Regions from separate parts of the Mus musculus genome. Here all the other regions are linked to region 4. The links are chromatin contacts, called in public Hi-C and HiChIP or PLAC-seq maps. All regions are on one chromosome and are shown on one strand. Each heading gives the region's core, a stretch centred on a gene start, on an enhancer-like site or on the middle of the called end of the contact. The rest is flanking DNA. Distances are from core to core; before and after follow the strand shown.

Region 1 (4,756 bases), core at 770-3,269, 370 kb after region 4:
GTCTGCTCTAGAGTCAGGAGGCTGCAGATCTCCCCTCTGCAGAACTGAGGCTTGAGGGTCCCTGCAGCTCGTGGCCTGTCCTCATGCTGAGGCACCCAGCACTGTGTTGTCCAGATCCCAGATAAACCAGAGCCTCAGCTGCTCCCAGCAAGACACAAGTTATGTCAGCCACCCTAGGCACCAAATGGCTTTTCTTAGAGGTGGAGCACCATATAAGGTCTAGACTCCTGCCACTAACTGGAACAAGAGGACTCGAACTGTTCCAGCCTGGTGATGGAGCTTCCAATCACTTCCCCTCTCTGAAGAAAAGCACTTGCTTTACTGGGTGCACCTTGCCTCTGGTTGGTAGTGGGCCAACCCAGTGTAAACTGTAAGGCTCAGAATGAGCCTGGGTCCACAAGGAGGCAGGCCAGGGGCTAAGAAACTGAGCTCTCAGCATAGCAGCAGAGAGTTAACCCCAGAGGACATTTGGACATAGGATACCCATAGGTGTCTAGCTCAGAAATGCTGGCATGCTACCCGGCTTCCTCGGGAGCCCAGGCTGGCACCGTACAGCCATCAATACCTCATCTGCCATTTGCTCACTGAACAAAGTACGAAGAGAATTGACTCAGGGAGGGCTGGCCTTAGCTAGAGGGACCTAAATAGACAACAGAGCTAGCCCAAGCAGCTGGTGAGGGCACCAACAGATTGCCCTGAGCATGGGGGGGCCCTCCCCCATCCCCTGAGGGATGAGCACCGGGTCCATGGGCACCTGAGTGGGAAGGCTGATGGGTAGCTGGCCCCACACCACTGAATCCAAGCTACCATGAGCCTTCATGGGTGGATTACATGGGTGTGAGATGCATAACAGGCCCTATACCATGGCCCCATAGGAACTCAGTGACTCCAGGACAGGGTTTGCCCAGCAGAGTGATCCTTGGACCTCCTGAGTTCTGGTCTTGGTTCTGTGACTGTCAGCATGAGCAAGACAATCCTGCTGAGATCCTCAAAGACTGAGTATTTAGTGAGTTAGTGTCTCTTGCTAGGGGGTTCTGTGAGCCCGCTCACCTTTCCACCGGGAACCTGCCTGGCCCTCAGGTACAGAACACTGTCCTGACAAGCTCAGGTTGGGGGACAACATCCCATAAATCCACACCCCTGAGGAGGCTCAGTGCATGGTGTCTCATCAGTTTAGAATTAAATGGGTCATCTGTGGCCACAGCAAAGGTACCTACTAGGAAGGAGCCTTGCCTCTGTGGTCTGAAGCCCAGCCACCATCAGGCAGTGAAAGTGGCATCGTGTCTGTGGGGACCTTGTTGCTATAGGTGCTCCCCCACCCCACCCCAGGAGCTGGAAATCAAGGGTGGGGAGAACTCAGAGTATCCAGGACAAAGGTCTGAGGGAAGCAAAAGCCACTCCTGAGACTAAAGACCCAAGTCTGGCCTGTGCAGCGTCCCTCCAGGCAGCTGATGCAGGAAGAGAGGCTGGATCCTGCAATACTAAGGAGGCAGCAGACCCTGGTGGCAGGAAGCACGGTGAGCTGCCCATCCCCAAATGGTGAAACTTCTGCAGTGTGGGCATAGGAGCTGGCGTTCTGGTGGGTCCTGAGCTTGTCTTCGCAGCTGTTTCAGTTAGAAGGCAAGAGGTTGGTCTTAGTGGCAGAGCATTTGCCCTGGGTCCACGTCCCCATACCACAAAAGTAAAGAAGAGACAGGGATCAAGGTTCTTGTCATTCCAGCTGTGAATCCAGCCCTAGGAGGTGGACGCCATTTCTCTTGAATGGGTAGAGCAGAGGGGTCAGGTTCTTCTTCGCCAGTGTCTCCACATGCCCCAGGCCTCCCTCATTAACATTCAGTCCAAGGTCTGGACAGAGTGGGACACAGAAGGGAACATGTGCAGAGGGGTAGGAACTTAGCTTGCAGAGTGGAGCAATCCCCTTTGCTCCTTCTGAGTCAGGCCGTCCACTGGCCAGCCCCTCCCACCCACACATCACGACTGGTCTCCAACAGCACCAGCTTGCAGTTTCATTACAGGCCAGGAGGTGGGGCTCTACCAGGCAAGCCAGCCCTCCCGGGTTCAGAGGCGGGGGAGGGTCTGTCATGCAAGGCAGGGCAGCTCAGAGTAGAAACTTCCATTAGTGTGCAGCGATGGGCAGCGGGGCCTGTTCAAAGAATACATTCAATTAAAAATTGATTTTTCAGTTTAATCTCAATCATAATGAGCCACATTCAAGCCCCATACTCCTGCCTCTCTGGACAGGGTTGCCCTCTCCACACAGCTTGCCCCTGTGCGCTCCTGGGCCAACTGCCCAACTGGGCATGGATGATATAGTGAGGGCCTGAAGCTGGCCCAGGCGAGGAAGGGAGTAATTACAAATGAGGCACACAGGGTGTTCGTTAAATCAAAGCGTCAAGGTGGCAAATCGTATTTTTATTTATGGCGAGCGTGCGTTTTTTTAGCGTGGCCCTGGTTAAAAGCGGCGGTGTTTAATTTCCCCTGATCCAGATCGTATTATATTTCAAAGAGCATCATAGGGTAAGATCGGCTGACTTTCCTTCCTTAATCCCACAAACTCAGAGACATTGGGGAGCCCCAGGAGGTCACCACTCAGCTCTCACCAAGATCTCTCCTCCTCCTCCTCCTCCTCTTCCTCCTCCTCCTCCTTTGAGGTCTGGGAGCCCAGACTGGTTCTTCTAAGCCCCCTGGTGTGTCCAGATACAGAATAGGTATCAAAACACCCTTTTTAGATACCTGCTGTCTGGTCACATCCAGTCTGCAAACTGCCTGGGGCTGGGGGTAATTTACCTGTTCAGAAACCACTTCATCCCCAACCATCTGTCTGGGGAATCCTCAGCCACTTAAGACTCAGGCTCCGAGCAGCCTGACTCTGGCTGTGGCTTTGGGGCACCTGAATGTCCAGCACCACCAAAGCACCAGCCTCTCTCCGGTGATTTGCTGCGTGATTTCAGGCACCCTGTTCACCCTCACTGAGCCAATGGAAAGAGAAATCTTGCCCTGGTGTCCTGTGATGTAGTTAGTTTCTGAGTTAGCTGCCTAGGGCAGACCCCTGCAGAGCGCAGGCAGGTATCCTGCTGCTGATCTTCCTGTGGCTCTCTTTCTTCTGAAGGCAACTGGCAAAGTAGATGAAGTCCCCCACCCCGGTGCCCAGCTGAGCTCACCTTCCAGGCCCAACCTCCTGCTTTGTCTGGTTTCCACTGACTGTGCTTACTAAAGGAATAAAATGAATTCCATTCTCCTGGAATATTCTAGAAAGACCAAATCTTGTCCACTGTCCCCAGTACTGCCACACTTTGGGGCACTCGGGTGCACCACCACCCCGGACTCATGACCTCACGTCTGCCTGCATCCACAGCTGCTGAGAGCCACCATGTACCCCTCATCACCTGCCCTCGCTACTCTGCCGATCCCCCTCTAGTGCAGAGTTTTGTCCACATTGGCCCTCAGGAAATGGCCATTGCATTTGGTGTCCAGCAGTCAGCCGTGTAATCCAAAGTTCCTTGGTGCCTCTGTCCCCAGCTGTGTCCTGTGGCCCTCAGCTCTTTGTAGGAGTCACTGCCAGTCAGAGCCTGGCCCTTTTTGTCACCTAGCAAGGGCCTTCAGCATAATCAAATAGGGACCATTTGCAGCCATAGCCAGGTGTCCTTTAAAGAATCAGCCTACCCAACCACCACAGCATTCCTTGCCCCAGGGTGATGTCTGTTGTGCCTTTGGCCAAAAGGAAAGTAATCCCACTTCCTTACAGTAAGATTGCACATCTTGAGTTTACAGTGACAGCACAAGGAAACTCTGCAGGAAGTTTGGCTGTGAGCATGATGCTTGTGTGCACACACATGTGTGGGGGTGTATTTGTGTGCTGCTTCAAGTATGTGTACATATGCATGAGGGTGTGTTCACTCATGCAGGCACCTGCACATGCTATCTTTCCTCTGCACTCCACCGGCCCCTTGATGAATCAGAATCTCACTTTCTTGTCTAAAAAGGCTGCATAGCAAGTCCCCAGCCAGGGGGAATTCCTGTGTCCACCGCTCCCCCTTCCCGCCCCCGCCCCCGTGTTGGCCTTACAGGCATGTACTGATACATCCGACTTTTATGTGAGTTTTGAGGATCCGAACCCAGGTTCTTGTCCCCAGCTGGGCCATGGATATTTTTCTAGAATACTCCAGAATCCCCCAGAAGCCTGGAGTTCGGTGGCACACGACTTAAGCAGTGCTGGTCCAAGGGGAAAGGCCTGTGGGATTCTAGTCTGTCTCTCTGAGCCTCAGTTTCCCAGTCTGCAAAAGCAAAGACTTATAGTTGCCTGACCTGCTGTGTGCTTGCAGGCGATATCAATGAGAGTGCCTGCATGCCGGAGGCGCTCACCCCATGCAGTGGCTCTTCAGTACTTACTGTCTGTGTCTGGTCCCAGGCAGCATCTGGAGACAAAGATGGGCCCCTTCCCTTCAGGTGATAAATGTTGAGCATCCAGGGATACCATGAGTAATGACTGAGTCCACCAGGGCCTGGTCTTGTCTTCTGCTGACCATGGTCCCCCTGTTGGTTCCGAGTAGAGGAAGGTAATCGCCATAGGCACAGACAAGATGGGTTCTTGGCTGTCCTGTTAAGCTGCATGGCTGTGGGGGTGTTCCACGACTCTTCACAGGCCGAGTTTCCTCAACTGTGAAGTGAGGGCGTCAGCTGCGTGTGCCACTCAGGAGTGGGAGGGGTCTGTGAAGGCACTAAACAGGAAGATTCTGACAAGGTGGAGCTGGTGGGT
Region 2 (4,554 bases), core at 1,220-3,719, 340 kb after region 4:
TTCAACCCAAGAAAAAGTGGGGGCAGCTTAGCCTAGCTGCAGTGGATTGGATTTCCCCGCCCACTACTCAGGGCTGCACATCCCGGTTCACAAGGCTCCAAGAGTAGGGGAGAGTGGTCAAGAATCTTAGGGGCATGGAGATTGTTGAATGGCCCTGGCTGATGCAGTGACTCACTGCCGGGCTCTGGATACACATAAGAATGATCCCAGCCTGTATGGGCAAACTGACAGACTCAGCAACAACCTCCCTTAGAACGGGGTCAGTGGAATTCAGTAACTGGCTTGTTTTGGAAGTGACATGGATCTTGCAGCGCATATGACAGGTAGCAGACACACAGCCCTTGTCCCAAGAAATAAGTCAGACAATCACACTGTTCAAACTCTTTCTGGAGATTTCATTTAATTCTTTTTCACGTCTCCCAGCGAGCCTGCACGTGGTGGGCTGGCTGGTGGAGGCGGAGGCTTCCCTGGCCTGGTGTTCGTGGCTGTTGGGCTGCAGATTTGGGTTCCACACTAGACCGTGAGCTCACTCCAGGAAAGATGATTTAGTTCAATAGCTCCTTCCCCAGACAGTGGCTGCATGGTGGTCTGCCTGGAGCGCTGGGTGAACCCTCCTGGCTGCCCAAGTTCCCTGCTGGGCAGGGAGTGCTGACTGAAAGCCACTCTGAGAGGACAGACAGGTGTAAAACAGGACAGTAAAACAGCAGGCTGTGGAAACAGGAGGGGGACTGGTATATCGTCCTGAAATAGCCAAACCCACTCTAGGCACTGCATCAGCAGCGGGGCAGCCTCCAAGGTCTCAGCTCACAGAAGTGGCTGTAAGCATCATGCCCTAGAGGTGCCAGTCCTTGGTGCTGAGGCTATCCTGCCACTATCCAGGCCTGGGAGATCAAAACAGTGACCTATCCCTTGACGAAGACAAAAGTGGCCTGAGAACGTCCATAACCCACATTCCGCCTAAGCTACCCCAAAAGCATTCCAGAGAAATGCAAGAGAAAGGGGAGGTGAATGTAAGCCACCAGCTGCCTGTCTCTGGTCTCTCTGCTGCCTGGCTACTCTCCTCCCAGTCTTCCTTCTCAGGGGAAGGTCAATTGCAGGGTGTGTAGCAGTGAGTGTGGGGGTCAGGGATGCCTGACAAGAGGCCATCCAAGTTGTGCAATGTCACTTCCCAGGCAGTGCCTGGAGGGAGACCACACTCAGCCATGCATCTTCTGACACCGGTCCTCCATGTGCTACACAGTAGGGGCGATAATCAACCGACCTGACCTCTAAGTCTGAAAGGGGGGGGGGGGAAGCCCAGGGACAACAAACAACTTCAGTGAGCTCACACAACATTTTAGAGGACCCCATGTAAACTAGCAAGCCAGTCATCTTCCAAGGGCAGAGCCTGGGTAAAGCTGTTGAGTTCCACAGCAGCCGAGTTCCACAGCCGCTGTACGTGGTACCTGGCGGTGCCCCTTCTTGGACGTGGTATATGTCAGTAGGCTGCGAGGCTGTGCACGTGCCCCCTGGGGCTGCCTCTCACAGTGGCAGTGGGAGACAGTTCACTCGGAGCTGGGCTCACCTGTGGCTTGTCTTGGTAAAACTGAATGTGAGGGGCGCAGGCCCGGATGTGTGTGGCTGTAAAGCTGCGGGTGTATGCGGGCAGGCTGCAGTGGTGCTATGAGGGGCAAACCAAGGCCTCTGTCCAGCACTGCCTGAAGCCAAAAAGTGGGTGCTGTGATCTCTGAGGCCTGGAGTGTGCACACCAAATTCAGCACATTTGACGATGGGGCAGGAAGGGTACCCGATGGCCACTGTTCCTCGTTGCCCACCCCCATATTAAGTATCCACAGGATTCTAAGCCTGCGGCAGGCTGTTGAGGTGTCTCATGGGGCCTAGAGGCCAACAGAGGGGCAAGAGAGACTCTCGGAGGGCTCTGGCTGGGCTTCTGGGCACTGAGCAGCTGGAAAAGCCTTCCCAGCACGGAAGCCTCTGCGTAGATGCCCTCATTACATCACCGACTTCCCCGCCGCGGAGCCGGCCTCCCTCAGGAGAGGCGCTTCTCTGAAGCAGGCAGAACGAGCGCCTTCCGGTCGGTGGGCCGCAGAGACTGTCCTCTCCACCGCAGCCTAGACCATCGGGGGCCAACGGAGGTCCCAGACCCTACCGCCGCCGGGAGCAGAGGCTGCGCGCCGGCAGAGGAGGGGAGCGCAGGGCCCGCGGGAGGGGTTCTAGGGCTAGCGGCCCGGCGCAGGACGGCGGGCGAGGGGTTAAGTGCGGGACCGGCAGTGGTGCCGTAGGCCGGGTTCTCTCCCCCAAGCGCGGGGCTCCGTTTGATGTTGGAGTACGCCAGGGACTCCCCCTCCCACCGCTACACACGCGCGCACACGCGCACACTCACACACGCACACGCACCACTCTTTGCAGACAGGGCTCCGGTGGCTCCAAAGTGACTGGCTCCCCTCTCCCCGCATCCATCCTCTCGCGCAGCGCATCCATCCTCTTTCCATCTTCTCGCGCGCGCTCTCAAGCCTCCCCGCCCCGGACAGGGGCAGCCCCTGGCAGAGGCGCGCCGCTCCCCTTTCCATGCCTCCCTCCTAACGAGCGCCAAGCGGGGGAGGGGAGGCCCGGAGGAGGAGAGACCGGGAGGGCGCCCGGGAGGCAGGGCGCGCGCACACACCGAGGGACGCAGCGAGCGCAGAGCCGCCTCGGCCGCCGGGCGCCCCCCTGACGCCCCATGCTGTGCTCCATGGCGAACTCGGGCTGCCTCCTGCTGTCCAACTCCGGCAGCATGCTCCCGCACTCCGTGCCATGCCCGCCCGCTTTCCTCTACCTCCAACAGGTAAGCGCCCCCGGCCCGAGCGCCCCCCGGTCCCGCGCACGTGCGCCCCGCGCCGCCGCCCACGCCCCGCACTTGGCCGCCTCCGCGCCGCCGCTGGTGGCCCCGCGACTCTCCTCGCGTCATGGCGCCCGGGCTGGGGTTGGGGGAACTGCGCCCCTGAGTGGCAGAGGAGCGTGGGGGCGCCTGGGGCGCGAGCGGTACCGGGTCGGGGGGCTGACTGTAGTTTGGGGCTTCGCTCGCAACTTTTTCAAAGGCGCGGGAGGGGGCGGCGGGCGGAGTCTCGGGGGAAGCCCAAAGGTAGGATGCAGGGGTTCTGGACACCCGGTTACTTTGGGGAACTTCGTGCCGAGACGCGGAGGACTCGGAGACGGGTAGCCAGGCTCCTTTCTCGGCCGAGTCGCGCAAGCCCAGGGGCCGCGGGGAGGTGGCGGCTGGGGAGCACGGCTGTGCTGCAGCGCGGACCGCGCACCGGGCCTCTGGGGAGGCAGGCCACCTGCCTGTGGGACAGAGAAGCTAGGCCTTGAAGCTCAGACTCAGGAGGGGGCTTGTGCTGGACTTTTTCAGTCTACTGGGCAGGAATCTCAGGCTGGCAGGCTTTTAGGGACAGTAAACCATGCGGTTAGGAGCCCCTACATCCCCAGGATGCCCCCTAGGGAGGTGCGCGCAGAGTCTCAGCTTCCGCCTGCCAGCTGGCCAGAGGCGCAGGGGGCGGGGTCCTGCGATCCCACCCAATGCGGAATCCGTGCGGGATGGGGGGGTGGGGGCGCCAGGCCTGCACTAGGGAGAGAAAGGGGATTCCCTGGGCTCCCTCAGGCCCTCCAGGTTAAGATTCTGGGTGCCAGCTTGGCCACAGCTGTCCTGAGGCTGCAGTACTCTGGCCTCACCCACCAGGGCTGCCCACACCTCTGGCCTGTCTCCCCATGCTCTTGGGGCTACCCTGTTGTGAATTCACACCTCAGCCCTCTGGTATACCCACATAAATGGGTAGCTTCTAGGGGGAGGCCTGAGATCCTAAGAACTTCCGGCTGTCTGTCTCTGTTCCTTTGCTCAGCCCAGTTAGAGGGTTCCCATAGGACCCCCTTCTGAAGTGGGCTAGTGTGAAGGAGAGAGGCTGAGGGACAGGGTGCCCACACAAGAAGCTGGTTAGGGTCAGAGTCAGGATCAGACTATGAAGAAACAGCAGCTGGGTGCACAGCTGACTGGAAATGAAGAGGTTTATTTCTTGGCCTCCATTGGAGGTTTTGTGGAGACTCAGGCTAGTCATTTTGGGTAGGAGGAGCGCTTATCTGTCATGCCCCTCCATTAACTCTCCAGGGAATCTCAGGAGGTTGTGTAAGAGAAAACATGAATATGGTAAAGATAGACCCCCCAGAACCTGACCCAGGGCTATCAACCCTGGGCTGCTGAGCATCTGGGCCACCCATGCACCAGGGTCCCTTGTCTGCGCTAAGGATTACCAAACATCTTGGCCGCTGCAGAGGGAGAGACAGGAGCCTGCACAGTGATTAGGAACAGAAGGTGGCCTATTGCCAGAGCCTTGGGCTCTGGGTCTCACCTTCCTAGGACCACCTGTGACATTTGAGGCTTCCTGGATTGTAACACAAGAGCCTCTGAGAGCCTCAGACCCACCGGCCAGTTCACCACGTCATCCCCAGAGTCAGAGCTCAGTGAGGGTCCTCAATGGGCAGCTTTCTAAGCCTTCTGAATTCCCAGCAACACCCGGGTCATTT
Region 3 (4,528 bases), core at 1,823-4,322, 290 kb before region 4:
ACATAGTGAGACCTGTCTCAGATAACCCAGAGCTGGAAATGGCTTAACATTTAAAGGCACAGACTGCCCTTGCAGGGGACCAGGGTTCAATTCCCATTACCCACATGGTGGCTCACATCTGCTTGTAACTCCAGTTCCAGGAGATCTGACCTTTTCATCTGACCTCCAAAAGACATGCTTGTGATGCACACACACACACACACACACACACACACACGGGGTGGGAGGGGAGAGAGAGAGAGAGAGAGAGAGAGAGAGAGAGAGAGAGAGAGAGAGAGAGAGAGAGAGAGAATAGCTCAGCCTTCTAACAGCGTGAGCAGATGCTGGTGGTCACCTTTATTTCCTAGGATGTCACTGTCCCTGGGGACAGTGAGGGCCAAGTTCTCTCTCATTAGGTCCTCTCTGTCACTCCTGGTACATATTCCCATGGTGCCAGACCCAGTGAAGGATTGGTATTTAGATGAGATATGGTGGCTTTGAGTCCCCAGCAGGGTTGTGGCCTCTTCCTGAGGTTCTGTGTGGTTCTATGTTCCTGCTGGCCTGCCTGAGGCCCAGAGGAGCCTGGCTTAGCCGCAGATGTAAAGAAGCATCCTTGGACAGGGCTCCACGGCAGAGTCTACCGGCCACACCCTCTCTGCTGCTTCTGGGCATTCCTACCCCAGGCTGCCTCCTGACACTCCCTCCTGCTGAAGCCCCAGCTACCTCAGGTGGAGGAAACTTTGCCCTTGAATGGGGCATATAGGAGTGTGTGTGTGTGTGTGTGTGTGTGTGTATTTTAAGGAGACTTCAGAAATTGCTTCCTGTGCAGGCAATTCATTGTGCCCCAAAATGTGCACATGTATGTGTGAGGGCACACCTGTGTGTGGTTCACATGTGTACATGTGTGTGCATGTGGAAGGGAGGGTTAACATCAGATGTCTTCTTTAATGACTTGCTTGCCACTTCAGTTTTTCTAGACAGGGTCTCTCATTCAGCCAACCTGGCTAGCTAACAGGACAGGACCCTCCTGTCGGCCTTCTCAGGGCTAAGATTAAGGCTCTCAGCTTTTCAAATGGTTGCCAAGCATCAAACTCAGGTCCTCGGCCCCTTGTGTCTTTTTTTGTTTGTTCGTTTTGTTGTTGTTTTTTCCCAAGACAAGGTTTCTCTGTATAGCCCTGGCTGTCCTAGAACTCACTCTGTAGACCAGGCTGGCCTTGAACTAAAAAATCCTCCTGCCTCTGCCTCCCAAGTGCTGGGATTAAAGGTGTGCACCACCATGCCTGATGTTGTCTGTAGGATCTTGATTTATCTTCTATCTCTTCGTGTATGCCGTGTGTGTGTGTGTGTATGTGTGTGTGTGTGTGTGTGTGTGTTTGCTATGGGCAGGAAGGTGCCCTTGGAGGCCAGAAGAGGGCGTGAGAGTTACAGATGGTTATGAACTGCCTAATGTGGGTACTGGAAACTAAAGTCGGATCCTTTGGAAGAGCAGTGAGTGCTCTTAACTGCTGAGCCACGTCTCCAGCTCCTGTCAGTGGGGTTTTGAAATCCCCATGCATCTCCTTGCTGCTGCTTCAGAGGTAGGCCTGAGGACCGGTCCCCAGGGTGTCTGCCCTAGCATCACATAACAGGGTGGATCTTTTCATTTTATTAATGTTTATCATGAAGTGGCTGCTTTCATGGAGAGCGAGTGACAGATTTCCTGGAAGCCACGTGCAGAGCCTGGAACAGCTGCTGGGGTGGATGTCACACAGGTGTCACGCCTGACTCTGTAGGCACTGAGGAGGGGTCAGCCCACCTTGAGGGGTGAACATGGTAGACTAGATGGTCTAAGTGCTTTTGCCTTTGGGAGGAAACAGGTCGGTAACAAGGTTGAATTATTAATGGTGTTACCACGCATAGTTGGTGTGGCAGCCTCTACTCCCACACCCGTAGAGGACAGCTTAGAGTTCAGAGAGAAATCCGAGTATCTAAGAAGGTTCCAGAATTAGTAAACTTGGTGGAACCATGAACCTAGAAGTGTGGGTGCCTGGGTGCTGCTTCAGAGGTTCCTGGCACCAACCCATCACCCTAGCCCTGCTCCAGGTGGCAGGAGTGTGCCATGCCCGGGGTTGCTTCCTGAATAGCCAGCTGATCCCCTTCTGCGCAACCATCTTTGGAGCGGGCATCCTCCAGGGTGAGCCAGGGAGGAGGGAGGAACACATAGGAACAGCCTTAGCAAGCCCTCTCTGCCCAGCCCTGACCCTCTGTGTTCCCTCAGAGGCTGCCCAGTGTGCTCTGAGAAGAGAAACCAGAAGGGAGGGAAGGGCCAGCCAGGGAATAAAGGGCACGTGGAGAGGTCCAAAGGTAGGAGAGGACTGGTGAGCCTGGTGGCATGTGGGCGACACAGTCACATTGAGGACCAGGAGGGCTGGGATGGGGGTCAGGTGCAAGAGACCGGGTCCATGGGTGCTGCCCCCTGCTGGTGTCAGGGAGGCGAGTCCTGCTGAGACCAAGGGAATCCGGAGGGGCGCCCAGGAGGGGTGGATCTCCCTGAGCCCTGTTGTGGGCCTCCGCAGGTGTTTGAGCCGCCCACCACCCCTGCCTTTCAGGAAACTCTGGGGAGACCCGTACATCCCTCCATCCTGGCTCCGGAGGCTGCTGCTTCCGGGAGCCGTTGTTTGGGCTTGTTTGTGCTTCTGCAGCCTGGAACTGCGATTTATTTCTTTAAAACATCCCTTCGCTCGACACCCTGCAATCTGTTTCGTGCTGCGGAAGACTCGTCTCGCCGTCTGTTTCTGTAGCACTTGGCAGGCTTCTTGCGGAGGCTGTCCTTCCCCAGTCCACCCCCAGTCGACGTGGCTGTCCCCACCTGCACCTCCAGCTTGGAGGGTAGCCCTTCAGGGGTCCCCCAGGAGCTCCGGGGACGACAGCAGCAGGTCTGAGACCAGGGACTGGCCCGCAGACCCCTGGGGACAGCTAGAAACAGTCAGGAGGGTCGCACCGTCAGGACAGGAAGTCAGGGATGCCCAGGCAGCAAACTGGGCCCTCAGTTGCTGGCTGTCCTTCAGCTTCCTGCTCATTAGCAGGCTTTGGCTACCACCCACTCCAGGAACTCGGAGGCACTGCCAAAGAATTTGGACTGGGTCTCGACAGTGCCCGGACCTTCCATGTGCTACTCGATGTACACGTGTATTTGGCTCACACATGACAATAGGAGGGGCTGTGGGCCGGGACCCAGGGATCTGGTAGGGCTGCAGCCTGGTACATTTCACAGCCAGATACCCAGGTGTGAACTGTGCTAGATCCACAATCCCCACTGTGACCTCAACAAGGTTCTCACTTCCTAGCCTCAGTTTCCCTGCCTGTGAAATGGGGCTTTGGTGAGGGCCTGTGGTAAATGCAGAGCCCGGGCAGTGAGTCCAGCACAGTGGGCACCACTCACTGTTGCCATGGTGACCAGATTGACAGATGGAAGTCTTTATATGCCCAACATTCTTCAGCCCTCAGCTCAGAGTTTGGTATGGGTGTGCCAGGACCACAGTGACAAAGAACCGTAAAGCAGCCACTGAAGACAAGGTCAAGGGGTCTGTTCTGGTTCCTGCTGCCTTCAGCCTCAGCCTTCGCTGTAGTCACATGACCTTGCCTGTATGTGTGCACACACCCCTCTTGGTGAGCGTGCTAGATTAGGGTTCCCTAACTCCAGCACATCCTGATCTGAACCTGATGACACCTACTGTACGCTGGCACCTAGTGGGGCTGCCTGGCGAGCTTCTGGCAGGATGGGGATTTGAACATGGTTCAGCTTTTCCCAGGTTTTGTTGACATCAATGTCAATGACTAAGACAAAAGTCGAGGTCCTGTTCATGTCCCGTTGTAGAGAGGGTCACTCAGCAAGGTTAATGGCTTGAGTTACTGGCCACGGCACTAACTCTGAAGTCGGGCAGTGGTGGTGAGCACCTTTCATCCCAACACTCGGCAGGCAGAGGCAGACAGATGTCTGTGAGTTTGATGCCAGCCTGGTCTACAGATTGAGTTCCAGTTCTAGGTCAGCCTGGGCTACACAGAGAAACCCTGTCTCAAACAAACAGAGGGACTGGGAGATCGCTTGGCAGGTATAGAGCTGGCGGGACAGGCCTGACAACCTGGATTTGATCACAGAAAAAGAAGCCACAGAAAAAGCCAGGTGATGTGGTGAACATCTGTAAGCCCAGCATTCCTACGGTGTGTGGAAGGCAGAGACAGGAGGATCTCGCTAGGATCTCATAGGCCAGGAAGCCCAGATTACATGGGAGTTGAGAACTGACTGACTTCCATATGCATGCTATGGTGAGAGTTTGTGTGTGTGCGTGTGTGATACACACTACAGTGCCTGGGTGTGCACTTGTATGTTTGTGTGCATGTGTGTGTGGCCTCCAAGGAGCCCCTTGATCGCCTGTCTTTTCACTTCAGCCCAGTTGGTCTCTAAGGCCAGCCAAGTGGGTCTTGTTCTAAGTCCCCACAGGTGAGTAGGGCCTGAGGAAAGACATATTAAAATGACAGTATGGGAGCTGTACCTGTTCATGTCAGTGGT
Region 4 (5,165 bases), core at 2,403-4,902:
GTTGCAATATCTCCTCTGATCTCTTTGAGGATATTAAATATGTCTATTTCTGATATTTTCTCCTCCCTGCCCAATGCCTGTCTCCTCCAGGCCACCCTCGGTCCCTCCCCCAGGGAAGGTTGTTTAGTGGCTCCCTCTTTCAGAGCCTGTGTTTACAGCTCTGCTGAGTTTAGGCTACCAGCGTTAGGGGGAGGCCTGCAGAGCTGACCTTCAGTGCTAAGTGGGGCTTCTGTCCTGCTACTTCTGGCAGGGAATCCTAAAGGTAGGTGTAGGGTTTCTCCCTACGGCTGGTCAGAGTCCTGAGAGCAGGCCAGGCTCCTGATCTAGAGGGTCAGGATAACTGGGCTGTGGCACTAGTGGGACTCTTGGCTTCCCAGGCACTTGGAACTCTGCCTTCCTCCCTGCGTGGACTCGTGCTGGTCTTGACCAGACTCAGGTCAGCTCCCAAGCCTGTTTCCAGTCCTGTTTCTTTTCAACAGTCCATAGCACGAGGCTGTCTTCTCTGTTACTGCCAGCCTTGCGGTACTTGTGAGGGAACAACACGAAATATTATTAAGTGATCAAAGCAGTATTGATCACTTTTGTCAGTACTAATACAGAATACATAAAAGGCAACCCAGAGGGTTCACTTTGCCTCACAGTCTTAGGGTGCAGTCCATCAGGGCGGAGAAGACATGGTCTCAGGAGAGTGAAGTGGTGGAGGGTCACATGATGTCCTCAGTCAGGAAGCAGAGAAAGAGATGGATGCTGGTCACATGACATCCTCAGTCAGGAAGCAGAGAGAGAGATGGATGCTGGTGCTCAGCTCTGTTCCTCTTATTTACTGAGTTGAGAACCCCAGCCCGTAGAATAGCATCAACCACAGTGAGGGTGACTCTTCCCAAAAAGCAGTAGTTCTCAATCACAGGGGTGGCACATCAGATATCCTGCACATCAGATATCCTGCACATCATATATTTACATTATGATTCGTAACCATAGCAAAATTACAGTTATTAAGTACCAATGAAAATAATTTTATGGTTTGAGGTCACCACAACATGAGGGATGTATTTTCGGTCACATCTAGATACCTGTTTCCTATGAGAGTCTAGATCCTGACAGATTGCCGATCGCCATCCTCTTAGAGTCTTTTCTGTGCTTTGCTGTATCTTTCTGAGGGTGAGCTGTGGCCTTGTAATAGCTAGAGTGGTATCTTTGCTTCTTTCCTAGTTGCTACTGCAGGGGGTTGTTCTTGGCGCTTCTACATCCTCATATTCTTAAAAACGAAGTTTCTGTGGGGCTTCATGGACAGCTCAGTGGTTGAAAGCACTTCCTTCTCTTCCAGAGGACCAGAGTTTGGCATCCAGCCAGGAGGCTCCTAACTGCCCATAGCTTCAGCCATTGGGAATCTGATCTGATTTCCTCTTCTGGCTTCTGAGGGCATTACACTCACTTGGCTTGTGTGCTCACACACACACACACACACACACACACACACACACACACACAATCTAAAAATAACATCCTTGTTAATCTCAGCATAGAAATACATTCACAGGCCCTGCCATCCTTTTCTGGGCAGACCCTTTGATGACCTCTGAGTCCACGGGACATATGCCCTGGGCTCTGTTCTCGAGGGATAACCTACTAGACAGGCCACATGGCTGCCCCTTGGCTACAGGTGCCTGCTTCATTTTAGTACCAGGCTTTCTGAGTGGCTGACTGTGCTGTTTGGCTGGAACCTGTCTGGAGACTGGAAGAAGGCTTGGTGCCACCTGCAGACCTTTTTGGGAATGGCCTCCAGAGGTGGGTGTGTGACTAGAGTTTCAGTCCTGAGCCCTTCCACTTGAAGCTCACAGCTTGTGCAGTGCAGTATGGGGAAGCAGACCTTGGTCTCTGGGAGGGTTCTAAGAGAGGGATCAGAAGGGCAGTGGGAACTGGACCAGACGGGAAGGGCTCTCAGGACAGAAGAACCAGGAGGGACTCACCGTTGGCCCAGAGAGGCAAGACAGCCTAGAGATTGGTGTGGATGGGCCTAGCCAGCAGTCCCATGCCATGAAAGCTTGGATCACCAGGCCACACAGAGAGAAACAGTTGGTCCATGGGGGCAGAACTGTGCCATCTCAAATTTGGGGCTAGGGCCGCTTCAGGGACCCTTGCGACTGTGCCAGAGACAAGGCATTTATATTCGGCTGCAGGACTCGACTGCTTACGTGCTCTAAAGCACGTGATTCCCACTGGGCAAGACAGATCGATGGCCCAGACAGGCCGAAGGAGCAGAATTAAAAGCTCCTGAGAAGGCAACAGTCACTCAGCCTGGACACCGTCTGCCCTCACTCTGTAGGGAAGGCAGTGTGCAGCCCAGCAAGCCAGAGAGCACCTCAGGGCCTCTCTTATTCTCCCTCTTCTCTACTCTGTCTAGCTGCCCTACCCACAGGGCCCCAGGCTCCGTGGTATGTGCCTCACACTGGAAGCTTAGTTAGGTGCAAGAAGCTGATGGTTTTACAAACAGCATCCAGCAACGTGTATCAGGCTTGTTTTTTAATCATGTTTTGTTGTTGTTGTTTGTTTTGTTGTTGTTGTTTTTTGTTTTTTAGATTGCAAATGTCCTTTGAGAGTGCAGGTCCCAGAGTCCAGGCACTGCATGGTGATTGTCTTTTATTTTCGTCTTTCATATAGAACAGTATCTGGATCCAGTTTAAAGCCTTTGGGTATCATCTAGCCTCTTTGCTCACTTCTGGGGCTGAATGCCAGTAACTAGCCCCACTGTTGTACCTGGGTCTCATCTTGACAGCTCAGAGGCAATGCCTGCCTCCCAACCCCTTTCTTTTCCCAAGACTAGAGATGCCGGACCTCAGACCACGCTAGACTCCCTTTCCCTGGGTTAGGGGGAGGCTGGAACTCTTCTGGTTTTAGGTTCTCCTAACTGACCTGGATGGAAATATTTAAGGCCATAGGATTATCAGCGGGGACAAGTGTGTCCTCCCTGTGTCCTGTTCCAGGGTAGGCCTCCTGCCTCCCCGCCTGCTCTGTGATTCTCAGGAAGGCAAGGCATGGAACTCCAGGCCTATTAAGGGTCTTCCCCAGTGGCCAGTTAGGCGCGGGCGCTGCAGACTAGCTGGAGAGGCGTGGGGGAGGGGACATCCATTCCTGCCATTCAGCGACCAAGTCTTTCTAGGGACCCCTGGGCAGAGCGAGAGAAACCGGTCCCAGTGGAACGAGGGTGCAGGGGTCCTGCTAAGTGTTGCTAGTGATGACTTACACTGAGGTCGCCCAGAAGAAGGGAGGGAGGAAGGGGAGGTGAGACCACAGCGGTGGTGGTGGTGGTGAGCTCGGAGGAGCCCAGCTCCTTCTGAGCTCTAGGGTGCCCTACAAGTCTCACCAGCCTACGCATCCCCGTTCTCCAAGGCTGGAGCTGGGACTCCAGGGCTCCTGTGGCCACATTCAGCTGGCTCGCGGCCCTCCCTGCCTCGCCGCCCTCCCTGGCCGCGCGACCGCCGGAGCCCCCTCCCTCCCTCGCCGAGCTGCGCGCTCCGCCCGTGCAGCCGCCACCACCACCGCCACCGCCGCCGCGTGCTCCTGCTGCCTTCTCGCTTCAGCCGAGCCAGCCAGAGGAACGAGGGGGGGGTGGCAGAGAGAGAGAGAGAGAGAGAGAGAGAGAGAGAGAGAGAGAGAGAGAGAGAGAGAGAGAGAGAGAGTCGGCGAGGCAAGCGGAGCGGGGACACGGAGCCGTTGCTCCGGAACCGGCGGAAACCTCCTCGGACAGCAGTCGGGCGCCTGCCCCAGCAGCTCGCGTGGTCTCCGGAGACGCCGCGGCAGCCACCGCCGCTCCAACCCGGCCTCTCGCGCCCCTTGCCGCCGGCTCGCCGGGGCGGCCGGGATGCAGCCGGGGCATGGCCGCCAGGGCCCCGTCACCTGCCGTGGGGAACGCTGAACCCGTGAGTAGCCAGACCCTGGGCTTCCACCTCGGTCACGACCATCGCGAGGGGCCGGCTGGGACTGTGGGCACGGCCCGGGGAGGGGCGCACGGGACCCCGCAGTGGGAGGCGGGGCCGGCGAGGACGCGGGGCTGCGGAGCGTGGCTGGGGACAGACCTGAGGTCGCGCGAGGATGGGGTGGCGCCCTTGGGGGTCAGGGGTCTGCGCGCGAGGTCGGGGTTCCCGAGTTGTGCGGGGGCTGGGGTCGTGGCTCCGGGCTCCGGGCTCCCCTGGGAAACCAGAGGGGAGATTTTGTAAATGGGAAGGCCCGGGGTCAGGCTCCATGGAGACACCGGGGAGTCCCGCGCGCTGCGTGCCCGTGGCGGCGGCGGCGGCGGCGGCGGCGGCGGCACAATGCCCGGCTCTGGGAACTCCCAGGATTGGGGGGAAGCCGTGGCGCACGGAGATCCCGGCCCGCGGGGCGCATCAGGGAGGCGGCCCCAACCCGCAGGGCTGGAAGCACGGCTGGCGACCCTGATGCGCTACGGCGTGCGACTCTCGCCATCCTCAGGCTCGGGAGGGCTGCTGGGGTCCAGGAGGAGGAGAGCCGGCCGAGGGGACTGACTGATGACCTCAAGGAGTTGTGGGAGGACTGAGGTCCTCCTCGGCTCTCTCGGGAGGACCAGAGCCCTCAGCATAGCGGCACGCGTGGAACAGGCGCGGGTGGCGCACAGGGCTCTCTAGTCCGCGAGCTGGGGGGCGCTCGGGGCCGAGTCTTCCCAGAGGCGTGAGCAAGGATCGGAGGTTACTGCTCGCTTTGGCACAGCTACAGGGCTGGGACAGCCCGGCTGGGAAAGCTTTGCTAAGGTGGCCTGCACAACCCTAGCCCAAACTTTCTGACTTGTGGCCCCGGGAGGTGGTGGGATTCTCCTGGGGCTGTCTTCTTCAGGAGAAAGGTGTCAGGGGGTGGCTTCAGGCCGGCGGTCCTCTGGGAGCTCCCTGATGAAGCTTCGCCCCTATCCATTGGCATGCAGCCCTTCAGTGTCCTGGCCACCCAGGTCCCGCACCCAGTCTGTACCCGGAGCAAGACGCGACCAGCACGGGGGGGGGGCATTGAGACCCTATTAGACAGCTGGAACAGACCCAGGATCTTGGGTCTTGCATGAGATTGGGGGTTGGTTGGCTGTTCACGAAGCTCACTGACGTCGGCTAGTGTGTGTGGGCTGCGAGGTGAGGAGGGTCCAGGATGGCCGAGCCACATCCCCG

Evidence for each region. Hi-C and Micro-C count contacts between places; a contact is called where the count stands out from the background. HiChIP or PLAC-seq counts read pairs in DNA pulled down with a chosen protein or histone mark.
Region 1: an H3K4me3 HiChIP or PLAC-seq map of embryonic midbrain shows a contact between it and region 4, with 3 times the contacts expected there. The contact joins the enhancer-like site here to the promoter of Rbfox3 in region 4. A contact is called at or near these places in 3 of 39 promoter capture datasets (the HPC-7 cell line, liver and trophoblast stem cells), 1 of 484 Hi-C or Micro-C datasets (nephron progenitors), 4 of 115 datasets of contacts at active chromatin or transcription factors (embryonic forebrain, embryonic midbrain, neural tube and 1 more) and 3 of 9 other capture datasets (adipose tissue, liver and macrophages).
Region 2: a Hi-C map of cortical neurons shows a contact between it and region 4, with 4 times the contacts expected there. The contact joins the enhancer-like site here to the promoter of Rbfox3 in region 4. A contact is called at or near these places in 11 of 39 promoter capture datasets (the 3T3-L1 cell line, embryonic stem cells, epiblast stem cells and 5 more), 8 of 484 Hi-C or Micro-C datasets (cortical neurons, embryonic stem cells, nephron progenitors and 2 more), 9 of 115 datasets of contacts at active chromatin or transcription factors (embryonic basal ganglia, embryonic forebrain, embryonic hindbrain and 5 more) and 3 of 9 other capture datasets (embryonic stem cells, liver and pancreatic islet).
Region 3: a contact with region 4 is called in a Hi-C map of cerebellum, with 1.9 times the contacts expected there. The contact joins the enhancer-like site here to the promoter of Rbfox3 in region 4. A contact is called at or near these places in 1 of 39 promoter capture datasets (hippocampal neurons) and 2 of 484 Hi-C or Micro-C datasets (cerebellum and cortical neurons).

The regions. Positions count from the first base shown.
Region 1 is chr11:118,532,109-118,536,864 of GRCm38.p6, reverse strand. All of the region lies in intron 4 of Rbfox3 (RNA binding protein, fox-1 homolog (C. elegans) 3), which reads left to right. Among named protein-coding and RNA genes, the nearest start is that of Engase, 58 kb to the right of the region's middle. Within about 2 kb of position 2,019, at least 8 of the 459 cell types and tissues checked have an H3K27ac peak or open chromatin away from gene starts, as enhancers often do. A contact at or near this core is called in trophoblast stem cells, where this site is marked.
Region 2 is chr11:118,567,821-118,572,374 of GRCm38.p6, reverse strand. All of the region lies in intron 4 of Rbfox3 (RNA binding protein, fox-1 homolog (C. elegans) 3), which reads left to right. Among named protein-coding and RNA genes, the nearest start is that of Engase, 93 kb to the right of the region's middle. Within about 2 kb of position 2,469, at least 37 of the 459 cell types and tissues checked have an H3K27ac peak or open chromatin away from gene starts, as enhancers often do. A contact at or near this core is called in cortical neurons and hippocampal neurons, where this site is marked.
Region 3 is chr11:119,196,990-119,201,517 of GRCm38.p6, reverse strand. All of the region lies in intron 3 of Tbc1d16 (TBC1 domain family, member 16), which reads left to right. Among named protein-coding and RNA genes, the nearest start is that of Gm36111, 7.3 kb to the right of the region's middle. Within about 2 kb of position 3,072, at least 25 of the 459 cell types and tissues checked have an H3K27ac peak or open chromatin away from gene starts, as enhancers often do. A contact at or near this core is called in cerebellum and cortical neurons, where this site is marked.
Region 4 is chr11:118,908,059-118,913,223 of GRCm38.p6, reverse strand. Rbfox3 (RNA binding protein, fox-1 homolog (C. elegans) 3) reads left to right here and starts at 3,652. Exons shown (of 15, transcript NM_001039167.1): 1 at 3,652-3,920.